4 separate regions of the Mus musculus genome follow, and regions 1, 2 and 4 are each linked to region 3. A link is a contact called in public HiChIP or PLAC-seq, Micro-C and promoter capture Hi-C data. All regions are on one chromosome and are shown on one strand. Each heading gives the region's core, a stretch centred on a gene start, on an enhancer-like site or on the middle of the called end of the contact. The rest is flanking DNA. Distances are from core to core; before and after follow the strand shown. Region 1 holds the start of Wt1 (Wilms tumor 1 homolog). Region 2 overlaps Pax6 (paired box 6). Region 3 holds the start of Mpped2 (metallophosphoesterase domain containing 2). Region 4 holds the start of Pax6os1 (paired box 6 opposite strand 1).

Region 1 (2,700 bases), core at 107-2,606, 1.6 Mb before region 3:
TGTGAGTTAAAATCAATGTGCAGCAACTGGTGAATGCACTAAGACCATTGAAATGCTAGATTTCTTTGTGTTTACAGTCAACATCCTTGACTGCCCCCCCCCCACCCAGGTTTAGTTGGAAAGCTTCAAGCCTCATTCTGGTTCCAGATGCCTGACTGCCACCAGCTGGCTTCCCGGCCCCGCGCGCCTGGCAGTCCCAGGGTGAACAGTCGCTGCTGCCTCCAAGAGTCCCCAAGTCTGACCTGCGAAACCCACTACACTCCTTAGGCTTCTATTTGCCTACGGGTTCTTTCCTCCGAGGATTCCACTGCTTTAGGAAACTCAGACAATACAAACCAACCCCCAAACACCTGTTCCAAGATTCCAAACAGCTACAAGGTGTAGGGAGGAGCTCTTTTTGAGAAGCCACTCTCTGGAAACCCTCTGGGCTACCAGTGCAAACACGCCTCTAGCAAAGGGCCTGTGAAGTCTCTCCTGGGCTCATTTCTAGGTTAGTCTGACTAGTTTGCATCTCCCGATCAAACACCGCAGGTCCGCCATCATTCCCTAATCACTAGAAGAAGCTGTGTTTGGAGACGTAGCTTTGCTCCTCCATTCCCGTTTCTTCTCAACAAGGCGCCGAAACGTTCCCACCACACTCAAAGTAGGTTCTGGGCATTTCTGCTAAGCGCCTCCCACGGCACCCCCCAAAACAGCTGAAAATTTCCCCCAGTTAATTTAAGGTTTAAATACCCCATTGCCAAAAAGAGACAGTAAGTGTCATCTACACTGTAGGTAACACCCGCCCTCTGGGTTCCAACCGTACCAAAGAACCAATTATCAGACAGCCGAAAAGGTCCCGCTTGTCACAACTGACGTCACACTTCATAATTATCTATCCCGAACAATTTCACCTTGAATCTCAACCTGCGAACCCAGAGGGACTAATCTCCTAAAGTGACCCCGCAGCTAGCCTCTAGAATTCTGGACATGGGAGGAGATAAGCCCCAAAGTTAGGCTATCTGCCTCAGAACCCAGGAGAGTTCTCTGGGCTCTCTGGTTCCCGCCCTCTTGGAGCCCACCTGCCCCTCCCTCCACCCCCACCCTTCCTGATTAACAGCCCGGACTCTTCTCCTACTTCGGTCCGACACCGAGGGGACTCATTACTTACCTAGACGGCCTTGCCTCAAGGCGCCTACACTCGGGAAGGCCAGCTAGGGTAGCAGGGGGAGGCTTGCGGTACAGGCCAGCTGAGAGCACGTGGCGGGCCAGAGAGGAGGGTGTCTCCGAGATGAACGCTCCCTCGGGCCCGCCCCACACCCCCGGTGCTAGTAACCGGGACGAGCAGCGCGCTTTGCTGAGCTAGGCTAGGGCTGCTGTGTGAATGGAGCGGCCGAGCATCCTGGCTCCTCCTCCTTCCCTGCTGCCGGCCCCTCTTATTTGAGCTTTGGGAAGCTGGGGGCAGCCAGGCAGCTGGGGTAAGGAGTTCAAGGCAGCGCCCACACCCGGGGCTCTCCGCAACCCGACCGCCTGCCTGCTCCCCCTTTCCTTTTCCCGCCCTCCCTCCCACCCACTCATTCACCCACCCACCCAGAGAGAGGACGGCAGCCCAGGAACCCGGGCCCGCCGCCTCCTCGCCGCGATCCTGGACTTCCTCCTGTCGCAGGAGCCGGCTTCCACGTGTGTCCCGGAGCCGGCGTCTCAGCACACGCTCCGCCGGGAGCCCGGGTGCGTCCAGCAGCCGGAGCAACCTGGGGACCGAGGCCCCCGGAGCGCCTGGGCCAAGTCCAGCGCCGAGAATCCGCAGGATCGCAGGAGCGGAGAACCGTCCGCATCCGAGCCGCACCTCATGGGTTCCGACGTGCGGGACCTGAACGCGCTGCTGCCCGCTGTGTCTTCGCTGGGCGGCGGCGGCGGCGGCTGCGGGCTCCCTGTGAGCGGCGCAGCGCAGTGGGCGCCCGTGTTGGACTTCGCGCCTCCGGGCGCCTCGGCTTACGGGTCGCTGGGCGGTCCCGCGCCTCCTCCCGCTCCGCCGCCGCCTCCGCCGCCACCCCACTCCTTCATCAAACAGGAGCCCAGCTGGGGCGGCGCCGAGCCACACGAGGAGCAGTGCCTGAGCGCCTTCACCTTGCACTTCTCGGGCCAGTTCACCGGTACAGCCGGGGCCTGTCGCTACGGACCCTTCGGTCCTCCCCCGCCCAGCCAGGCGTCCTCGGGCCAGGCCAGGATGTTCCCCAATGCGCCCTACCTGCCCAGCTGCCTGGAGAGCCAGCCTACCATCCGCAACCAAGGTAAGGATTCCGGACAGCGCGACCTCCACGCGCGGTAGTGGCTCCGCGACCTGCTCCCACGCCGCTTCTCCCCTTGTCTGTTCCTTCCTGATGCCAGTTCTTACTCAGCAGCCTTCCAAGGGAGTCTGAAAGTAGCGGACAGGGAGGAGTGGGCTCTGTCAAATGCGAGTGACAACGCGACAACGCACCACCACCACCACCACTTACACATTACTGAGCGCAACCCCAGAGTCCGATAGTTCGTAGGACGCGGGAGGACATCTGGGGCCCCGGGGTGTCCTAGAGATTTCGGAACTCCACGGGAGGAGGAAGAGGAGGTTGGCTGTAACGTGTGACTCTACACCGGGGGAAAGTCTGATGCATAAGGCCTCACCAGGCGTTGACTCTTAAAACGTCTAGGGTAGACCAAGATGAGGACTCCGAGTGGTGC
Region 2 (2,700 bases), core at 77-2,576, 1.0 Mb before region 3:
TCCGTGCTTATTGTGGCCTCAAAATTCTGCCCACGAAAGTTTGCCAACGCTCCTGCCCCAGGAGTTTAATAGTTTCCCTTACTCGCGGGGCATTGTGTGGTGCTGAAAAGCAGCCCCTCGCTATTCAAGTGTTGGTGGTCATCTCAATAGATCTCCAAGGGCCCATATGGTGGCCAGTGCCGATGAATCCGCCTGTTTAAATGGGGGAGAAAGTTGGGGTTTTAAAACATTTCAAAGTTCCTGAAAAGATCCCACTAGATCCTGTCACAATTCCCTGAACGCTTTGAAGGCGCGGCCTATTGTCTCCTGGTTATAAATGATATTCCTGGCCAAGTCGATTCCCACAGAGGCCTGGCGCCCCCTCCCCCCAAACTAGCCAAGTTTCTAGGATCCGGAGAGAACAGTTCTTGTTGGTATCCCGTGGGGGCCACAGGCCTCAGGACCCAAGACAGCCTGCAGTGCCCTGGGAAGCCCAGCCAAGGCCTGAGTCCTTTCCTTCCCACAGGCTGCCGCCTTGCCCGAAAGGTGCACAGCAGAGCCGGTTAGCCCAAGTGCACAGCTCTTCACCAAGCGCAAAGGAAAACAATGAAACTTTCCCTGTTTAATGATAGAAATTACATTAAAAGTGGTGGAAATGCCCTAATTAAAAATGTACCACTTAAATGATATGCCAAGGACTCAGCTGCAGCTTAGCATATTTAGCTAGTTAGTGAACTCTCCGCCGTCTCTCTTTTAAAATTACACGTTAAAAATTTAAAAGAAATCTTACTTTTCTCTGGTGCAACACATTACAAAGAATGGACAGTCCTTTTATCTAAATATAAAATTCCATTTTCAGCAATTATAGCCTGTTCTTGGTGATGATATAATTACAGCTGTGCTCGTAATAGGTGTCAAGGCGAAACACACTCACACAATGGTTGAATAAAACTGCAGAACAATGCAAGCACTTCTAAATTCACAACCTTTAAAATGAAATTGACTGTGCAGAATTCAAATAAAAACTAGATAAATATTTTTTTAAAAAGATTACAAGCTTGGTTTGGTTTCTTAATAGCATTTTCTACAAACCTATCAACATCTAATTGATTAGATAGGAATTACTGATTATAGATCAGCTGAAATCGTGCACATCACTCTATTTTCCCAACACAGCCATAGGTAAATACTTTCTGTAGGGCAAGGGAACTGGATGTGGAGTCAGAGTCGGCAGGGAAAGATCATTTTGCCTGGAAACTTTTTGGCTTGCTTTGTCATTCAAAGAGACCTTGCGAGAGCACTGTCAGGTCTCATCTAAATGAAAACCAAGGAATGTGACTCAGGTAACTGGTGTCATTCAAAGAAGGCTACCATCTGACTAACTTAGGAAGGCTTTGTGGAGGCGCAGATTACCCAGTCCTCGGAGTTTCTAACTGTGCCGAGTCCCATTAGGAGCCCCCCCATGCCGTTCCGATTTCTCTTATTGTCCTATTCTTTTTGTTGCAGATGGCTGCCAGCAACAGGAAGGAGGGGGAGAGAACACCAACTCCATCAGTTCTAACGGAGAAGACTCGGATGAAGCTCAGATGCGACTTCAGCTGAAGCGGAAGCTGCAAAGAAATAGAACATCTTTTACCCAAGAGCAGATTGAGGCTCTGGAGAAAGGTGACTGGGAAATTTCCAAAGCAGAGAAACCTTAAATCAAAGGAAATGCCACAGCAAAAGCACAAAGGGCTAAATTTAGCTAGGGCTCTTTGCATAAAGGATGAAAAGCCCCCCCCCCCCACTTTTCAGTGTGTGTGTGTTTTTTTTTTTTTTGTGTGTGTGTGTGTGCGCGCATATGCATTTTCTCTCTTCTTTTCACACACCAGCAAACTGAAATATTACAATTCTGACAGACAAAGGAAATGATGACCTATCTGACTGTCTTAGGCCACAGATAAGGACAAACACTAAATGTCATTCCAAAGAAAACTTGCTCCTGGTGGGAAAGTTCTTGCTAGTACAGTCAGCACACTGTCAAGCTGTCTGATTGGCTGGATGAGATGGGAGTTGGGTGTTAAAAGCTAGGTTGATCCAGTGTCTGAACTATCTTGTGTTCTGGTATAATATATAAAATCAACTTACTCTTTCAGAGTTTGAGAGGACCCATTATCCAGATGTGTTTGCCCGGGAAAGACTAGCAGCCAAAATAGATCTACCTGAAGCAAGAATACAGGTACCTAGGGACCATGTGGTTTTTATGCACTGGGATGCTTATATTTTGCCTTGGCTGTATACCAGTCACTGATATAATCATGGTCAGGTTTGCAAAGACTCCCTTGTTCTAGGGTAAGGGTGGGGATGGAGGGCTTTTTGTTTGTGGCCGAGTGGTAGCAAGCATAGGGCTAACCTGTTCTGTGCATTTCCAGGTATGGTTTTCTAATCGAAGGGCCAAATGGAGAAGAGAAGAGAAACTGAGGAACCAGAGAAGACAGGCCAGCAACACTCCTAGTCACATTCCTATCAGCAGCAGCTTCAGTACCAGTGTCTACCAGCCAATCCCACAGCCCACCACACCTGGTAACTTGAAATCCCACCTGCCAAGAACGGTTCTTAACCTTGCCTGCCCTTGACTTTCTCTTGCCTTGTAATGAATGACCTTGCCCTCTCTCTGTCTCTTTTCTCTTCCTCTGCAGTCTCCTCCTTCACATCAGGTTCCATGTTGGGCCGAACAGACAC
Region 3 (2,700 bases), core at 62-2,561:
CCCCTTCACCTCATCTTTGGCATCCTTTAATGTCAGTGTCACTTGCTGTGATTTGTGCTTGGCCAGAGAAGGCACTGTCCTTTCCCCTCAGCCCATCAGGCAAGCACTGACACTCTGGGCACACTATACAATGAAAGTACATCAGTAAGCCCATTTCCCCTTCATTTCTGCATCCTGAGCAGAAGAGATGGACTACTTAAAATTCAAGTGTCAGGAAAGTCCATTGTAAAAGGGAAATATTTTCAAGCGAATTCCGTTTGATCTTTTTTTTTTTTTTCTTTAAATAAGGGGCTCCTTCTGCCTCTCTCCCTTCCTTTCCAGACCTTGGAAACCAATTAGTCTCAGCACAGAGGCTACAGGCCAGGTTGAAACGGCTCCTTTTTAATTTTAGGGGATATAATTTCAGCCAGGACGTCTAGTCAGTTGTCATGTAGTATACAAAGCACAGGTTTCACTCTCGTGCACATACATTGGTGTTCCCTTCGGAGAATGCAGATTTTCTTTTCTTTTCTTCTTTCTTCTTCTTCTTCTTTTTTTTTTTTTTTTTTTTTTTTTTTTTTTGAATCTGACTCCTAGAAAGGAATTAGATCTGGTCGCCGTCCAAATCCTTCGGCTCTGACAGTGGCATAACATCACAGGGCCACCTCATCTTTCAGACAGCCGTGCCAACCAAGTTTTCTAAAAAGCCGTCTGTCCCACCATTTCAGCGGCTTTTCCTATCCTTACCCCGCCCTCCTTTTGCATACAAATCCTAGTGTTCCGCTCCCCTTCCCCGCCAGGTTTCCAAAGTAGCAGAGAAAATTGGAGTAACTTCGATTTATTTATTTATTTATTTATTTGAAGAGCGTGTCTTTGGGAAAGGGAGAATGTGATTCAAAGGGGCGCGGGGGTGTGGGTGCGGAAACAATTAAAGCCTTTGCCTGACTTCACCTTCTTATCCTGAACCTGTCTTAATTCTTGAAGGTGAAAAAACACCAGCTGGGTTGGCCTTTTCTTTCTCAGGAACAACATTACAGAGCCAAAGTGGGGTGTGTGTGCCTCTGGCTCTATGAGAGGGTTTAGGAGAGGGAAGCCTTGATACCCCATAGGAAAGTCTCAGTTCAGCAGTGTGGAGGGACCCTGGGGTCGCCCCTCTTGTGAGATCTTAGTGCCCCAGTCGCTCCTCCTGCCCCTGCAGCGAGTTCTGCGCTTTGGAGCTGTGCCAGGACCTCTGACAGAGCCTGGCAGGTTCATGAGTGGGGGGCGGGGGCTTGGTGTTCTCTTTGCAGAAGACGACCATCTGGGGGGCTCCCTTATTTTCCTGGCGCTCAGTGGCCCGCCCCCATCTCCCCGACCCCTATCATTTTAACGCTGATCACACACGATGGTGAACTTGCAGCTCAGCTTCCTGCCGCCTGCTTGACCCAGGGAGCACCAGCAGCCTGCGGGCCTCGCCCTCCGCTCTCCCTCCTCTCCTGGAAACCCCGCGGCCTCGGGGCGTGGGTGGGGGGTTCGAGTGGGCCGGAACTACGGCAGGGGCGTGCAGGGCGCGGGGTCCCAGCGGGGAGCTCACAGCAAGCGGCGCCTGGGCGGCCCTGCTTCCTGGAGCTGTGCTCCTTTGACCCCAGTGGCAGTCCCTGTCACTGCACCGCTCGCGCTCCCTTCGCTCGCCGCGCCCTCGCTGCCTCTCCTCGCCCCCTCGCTCCTTCTCTTCCCAGATCGAGGCTGCTCCGGTCCTCTCCACCTCCCCACGCAGCGACCCCGCGTCCCGCTCGCACCGCGCCCCTGTGCTGCCCTCCCAGGCCCTGGATCGGCGGCGGGGACCTCCGGGGTCGAAGGTTCTGGCCCGCCCGCGCCCCTCGCCCCTGCCGCCCCCAGCGCTGCTCCAAGCCGGCTCGGGTTGCTTGGCGATGGCTCGCCCGCACACCGGGCGCTGAAGGCATCCCGGGGACCCGGAGCGCAGCCCGGGAAAGGTAATCCGCCCGGGGAAGGGAGGCGGAGGGCGGGGGAGGGGGGAGGAGGCGGCCGGTGCCGGGCGCGAGAGGAAGGGGAAAAAAAAATGCACACACAAAGCGGAGCCCGGGTGAGAGGTGCCTTGTCAGAGGCGCGTGCGAGGGCGCGGGGGCTGCGGAGCGCGGCGGCCCCGCCGACCCTGAGGTTGGCCGACTGAACACTCGAGGACCCGGGGAGAGCAGATTTGTCTCCCCCGAAGCCCCCAACAAGCGAGAGCGAATTTCTTTACGTAGCTGTCCTTCTTCCCACTCCCCATCTCGCCCCCTGTTCTCCCTTCCCCCCAGCCCTCGGCCACGGACCTCTCGGGGTCCCCACCTCCCTGCCCCCTCCTCCGCCGGGTTTCTCAGGAAGGTGGTGGCGGCAGGGGGAGGGGGTTGTCCGCGAAAGCCTGCGGCAAAGCCCCGGGGCAAGGGATGGGGGTGGGGCCCGGGAGTCCGAGATCTGTTTACTAGAAAGTCCCAGGGTCGTGCGCCGCAGCTGCCCCGGCCTAGGCCCGGGTGCATTGTGTTGGCCCGAGCCCTGTGCGCCCGCGGCGGCCCGGGGCCAGGTGCAGTGGCCGGACGGCTCGGTGCAGCTTTGTGCTCCGGCCGCCCGCGCGCGCAGCGCTCCAGCGCGGAGCTCTCCGCCAGCCCCCGCGCCCGGACCTTACTCTCCGGTCTCGGCGATTGCTGCCTGCCGAGCGAGAGGGCTGGGAGGCGGGGTACGGCA
Region 4 (2,700 bases), core at 157-2,656, 1.0 Mb before region 3:
ACTCTGGGGCAGGTCCTCGCGTAGAACCCGGTTGTCAGATCTGCTACTTCCCCCCGAGAAGCGGCTTTGAGAAGTGTGGGAACCAGCGCCACCAGACTCACCTGACACCCCACCCTCGGCTCACAGGTAACCGCTTTGATTCTAGCCAGACTCACCCCAAGAGTAGCGGCGCCCCTCTCCGACGTGCAACCTGTGTGTTCAGGTCATAGAAACCCTCCCCGAGTGGCCCCGGCCTTGATTTTTTTCTTTTTCTTTTTAAAGGAAGCTTACAAAGATGGTAGAGGAGTTGCTGCGGATGGGACGGGGGTGAGGGGGAGGGGATGTCTTTGCGAAGCATGCTTCTTTGTAAAAGTAACAAAATGTTGTGGTCTCAAGAGAGGACTTCCCGTCTGGCCCTGAGCTGGGGGTGATGTGGGGGGTGGGAGGGTGGTGGCTGTGGCCGCAGTCTAAAGAAATCGCTGAGATCCTAAGAAAAGCAGGCGGTGGGCATGCAGTTTGCAACACGCCTTCCCCCGATGCAATTAGCGACATTCATGCTTGGAGAAGCCACCAAGCCTCGCGCCGAATTCATGGAGCACCCCGCGGAAGGTCGGGCGACTTGCGACAAAAGTTTCCCCAAGGTTGTGTAGATGTGTGTTCCATATCGAAGTCAAAGTCTTGGGGTTCGTTTCCCCCGAAAGGAGCACAGGACGAAAGAATGCGGCCCTCCAGAGCTGGGCAGCGCGCGCGAAGGCCCCAGCGTGTGATTTGAGCTTCCTTCGGAAGACCTAATAATTAGCGATTCTCACTGAGCTAGAATGCGGGCTCGGGTTACCGGGAACGGGTTCCTAGCAGCGGCGGAGCTCTTTGCCTCGGCGGGAAGCATGTGGGCTCCAGGGGAACCCGGTTGCTGAGTGCCCTGGAGAGAGATACCCAGCCATGCTCCGGCTCCAGGAAGGCCAGAACTTGGCCGAAGTGGGTCAGGAAAGTGATTACCCCTAACTTAAACTAAAAGGTGTTTTCGCCAGGTTGGAAAATCTCTCACTCAAGCCCTAAGCTTACCAGGAGCCGCTCAGGCTGCCTGAGTCGGGGCACCGGAGCAACCCACCGGAAATTTGAGGCCATGTAGCAGGCCTGGCCTGGATCTCGCCCACTCCCACGCGTGCTCCTGACGCCCTCTCTCTAGACCCGCTGGAGGCACTTGTCCAGATCGTTTGGCTCTCAAGCACCTGTGACAGGTGCCCAGGAGTCTAACTCTGAGCAGAGTCCCCTCTGAGCGCCTCACATAGAAAGGAGGCCACGGGCAAAGTGGCCACCAGTCTGAGCACCTTACCTGAACGGGGGTCCTCTCCTCCGAGAGTTCCTTATTCCAGAGTTGAGCCGTGAGCAGTTTGCCCGCTTCGCAGTAGGAAGTGGACCTTCTCCTCTAGTCATAAATCAAACCAGCCATCCTCGGGCCTCCTCCCTCATTAGAGATGTTTATTGGAGATTGTGTTTATTCGGCTGTCACGGCGAGAAAACGCGGTGACATAATTACCTCTGACCAGAGTCCTCGCCCTGCGCCCAGGGTGAGCCAGGGACTTCCTCTGCTGTGGTCTTACTCTGCTGCCCTCCTTGATCAGAGGGCAAATCGGATTGGTGTGTCTACTTTTTCCTCCCTCAGACTTCGTATCATTTGAATTATTGGAGAACTTAGTATTCAAATTTCCGCCAGTGCCCAGACTTGGAAAAGAAAACCAAAGAGAATCCAGCTTCCAGGGAGAGAGGGAGAGAGAAGTAAGGGAGAGAGAGAGGGAAAGGGAGAGAGAGAGAGAGAGAGAGAGAGAGAGAGAGAGAGAGAGAGAGAGAGTAAATCTTGCATGAGAACTTTCTAGTGCACTGGCAGAGATGCTTGGCCAGACCTAGAAGGACGAGTGCCTGTATTTGTGGTATTATTTTTTCTTTTGCTTCCCTTTTTCATTCCTTTTCTTTTCGGGAGGAATCTGGCTGCAGAGCCTTGATCCCAGAGTTCGGATATTCTCCCAGGTGGACCCCGATCTCCGAGGAAACAACCAGGGCTTAATCCCTCATTGCTCTGTCCCTGACTCCCAATCCCCACAAGTTTTTCCCTGATGGGGAGGCTTCAAGTCACCATCTGTGAGACTGGGTTAGGAAATGATGAAAAGCGCCAAATTGTTCTCTAATTGAAAAATACATTGTTTTTTTGGAGGAGTGTGCACTGACAAAGTATCTGGGATTTCAGCTTTTGATCCCTTGCTACTGCTGCCTCTGCTCTCCAGTCACTAATAAAACTCGCATTGAGCCCCTTAGTGCCTTGATTAACAGGCAGATTAACTCTTACTGGGGTTGGGAACAGCTTGTCTCAATCAATGTCATTTTAAAAGCCTGTCAGGATGTGCTTAGTTCGGTTCCAGGCTGCTGGAGTGAGCCAGCCCTGACATTTGCTCTCTCTTTCCCAGTCTCAAAATCCTGAGCATCAGGCCTGCACGTTTCTAGCTCCTGAACAAAACAAATGGCAGGAGTCAGTCCCTGGCCCTTCTACCAGGCAGCTGTTCAGACATATTCTATAGAGCGGTGACCTTAGCAAGCTTTTCATTTGAAGCTGAACACTTACCTCTTTAGTACTGAGGTTAGAAGAAAAGGAGACTTGAAGGAATGTCCCGGGGTTGGAGAATGGAAAGAGAACTTTTCTAGACACCCTATCTGTAAAAATCCCAAAAC

What was found. Promoter capture Hi-C pulls out the DNA fragments that hold promoters and counts their contacts. Hi-C and Micro-C count contacts between places; a contact is called where the count stands out from the background. HiChIP or PLAC-seq counts read pairs in DNA pulled down with a chosen protein or histone mark.
Region 1: a promoter capture Hi-C map of second pharyngeal arch cranial neural crest shows a contact between it and region 3. The contact joins the promoter of Wt1 here to the promoter of Mpped2 in region 3. A contact is called at or near these places in 4 of 39 promoter capture datasets (cranial neural crest, embryonic stem cells, second pharyngeal arch cranial neural crest and 1 more), 2 of 484 Hi-C or Micro-C datasets (both in embryonic stem cells), 1 of 115 datasets of contacts at active chromatin or transcription factors (embryonic stem cells) and 1 of 9 other capture datasets (embryonic stem cells).
Region 2: an H3K4me3 HiChIP or PLAC-seq map of embryonic stem cells shows a contact between it and region 3, with 7 read pairs. The contact joins the enhancer-like site here to the promoter of Mpped2 in region 3. A contact is called at or near these places in 3 of 39 promoter capture datasets (cranial neural crest, embryonic stem cells and second pharyngeal arch cranial neural crest), 2 of 484 Hi-C or Micro-C datasets (both in embryonic stem cells), 2 of 115 datasets of contacts at active chromatin or transcription factors (astrocytes and embryonic stem cells) and 1 of 9 other capture datasets (embryonic stem cells).
Region 4: a Micro-C map of embryonic stem cells shows a contact between it and region 3, with 5 times the contacts expected there. The contact joins the promoter of Pax6os1 here to the promoter of Mpped2 in region 3. A contact is called at or near these places in 6 of 39 promoter capture datasets (cranial neural crest, embryonic stem cells, second pharyngeal arch cranial neural crest and 1 more), 10 of 484 Hi-C or Micro-C datasets (LSK cells, cerebellum, embryonic stem cells and 1 more), 6 of 115 datasets of contacts at active chromatin or transcription factors (astrocytes, embryonic forebrain, embryonic stem cells and 2 more) and 1 of 9 other capture datasets (embryonic stem cells).

The regions. Positions count from the first base shown.
Region 1 is chr2:105,125,173-105,127,872 of GRCm38.p6, forward strand. It overlaps Wt1 (Wilms tumor 1 homolog), which reads left to right and starts at 1,357. Exons shown (of 10, transcript NM_144783.2): 1 at 1,357-2,270. The coding sequence starts at 1,625. Wt1os (Wilms tumor 1 homolog, opposite strand) reads right to left here and starts at 1,338. Exons shown (of 7, transcript NR_015462.1): 1 at 1,151-1,338. RefSeq lists a promoter at 844-1,610, a cis regulatory region at 1,039-1,076 and an enhancer at 1,372-1,601.
Region 2 is chr2:105,690,080-105,692,779 of GRCm38.p6, forward strand. It overlaps Pax6 (paired box 6), which reads left to right. Exons shown (of 12, transcript NM_001310144.1): 7 at 1,486-1,644; 8 at 2,115-2,197; 9 at 2,391-2,541; 10 at 2,658-2,700. Among named protein-coding and RNA genes, the nearest start is that of Pax6, 16 kb to the left of the region's middle. RefSeq lists an enhancer at 1-348. Within about 2 kb of position 1,327, at least 17 of the 459 cell types and tissues checked have an H3K27ac peak or open chromatin away from gene starts, as enhancers often do. A contact at or near this core is called in embryonic stem cells, where this site is marked.
Region 3 is chr2:106,691,870-106,694,569 of GRCm38.p6, forward strand. Mpped2 (metallophosphoesterase domain containing 2) reads left to right here and starts at 1,312. Exons shown (of 7, transcript NM_001143683.2): 1 at 1,312-1,952.
Region 4 is chr2:105,668,924-105,671,623 of GRCm38.p6, forward strand. It overlaps Pax6os1 (paired box 6 opposite strand 1), which reads right to left and starts at 1,407. Exons shown (of 4, transcript NR_002867.2): 1 at 1,313-1,407. It also overlaps a transcript of Pax6 not described here.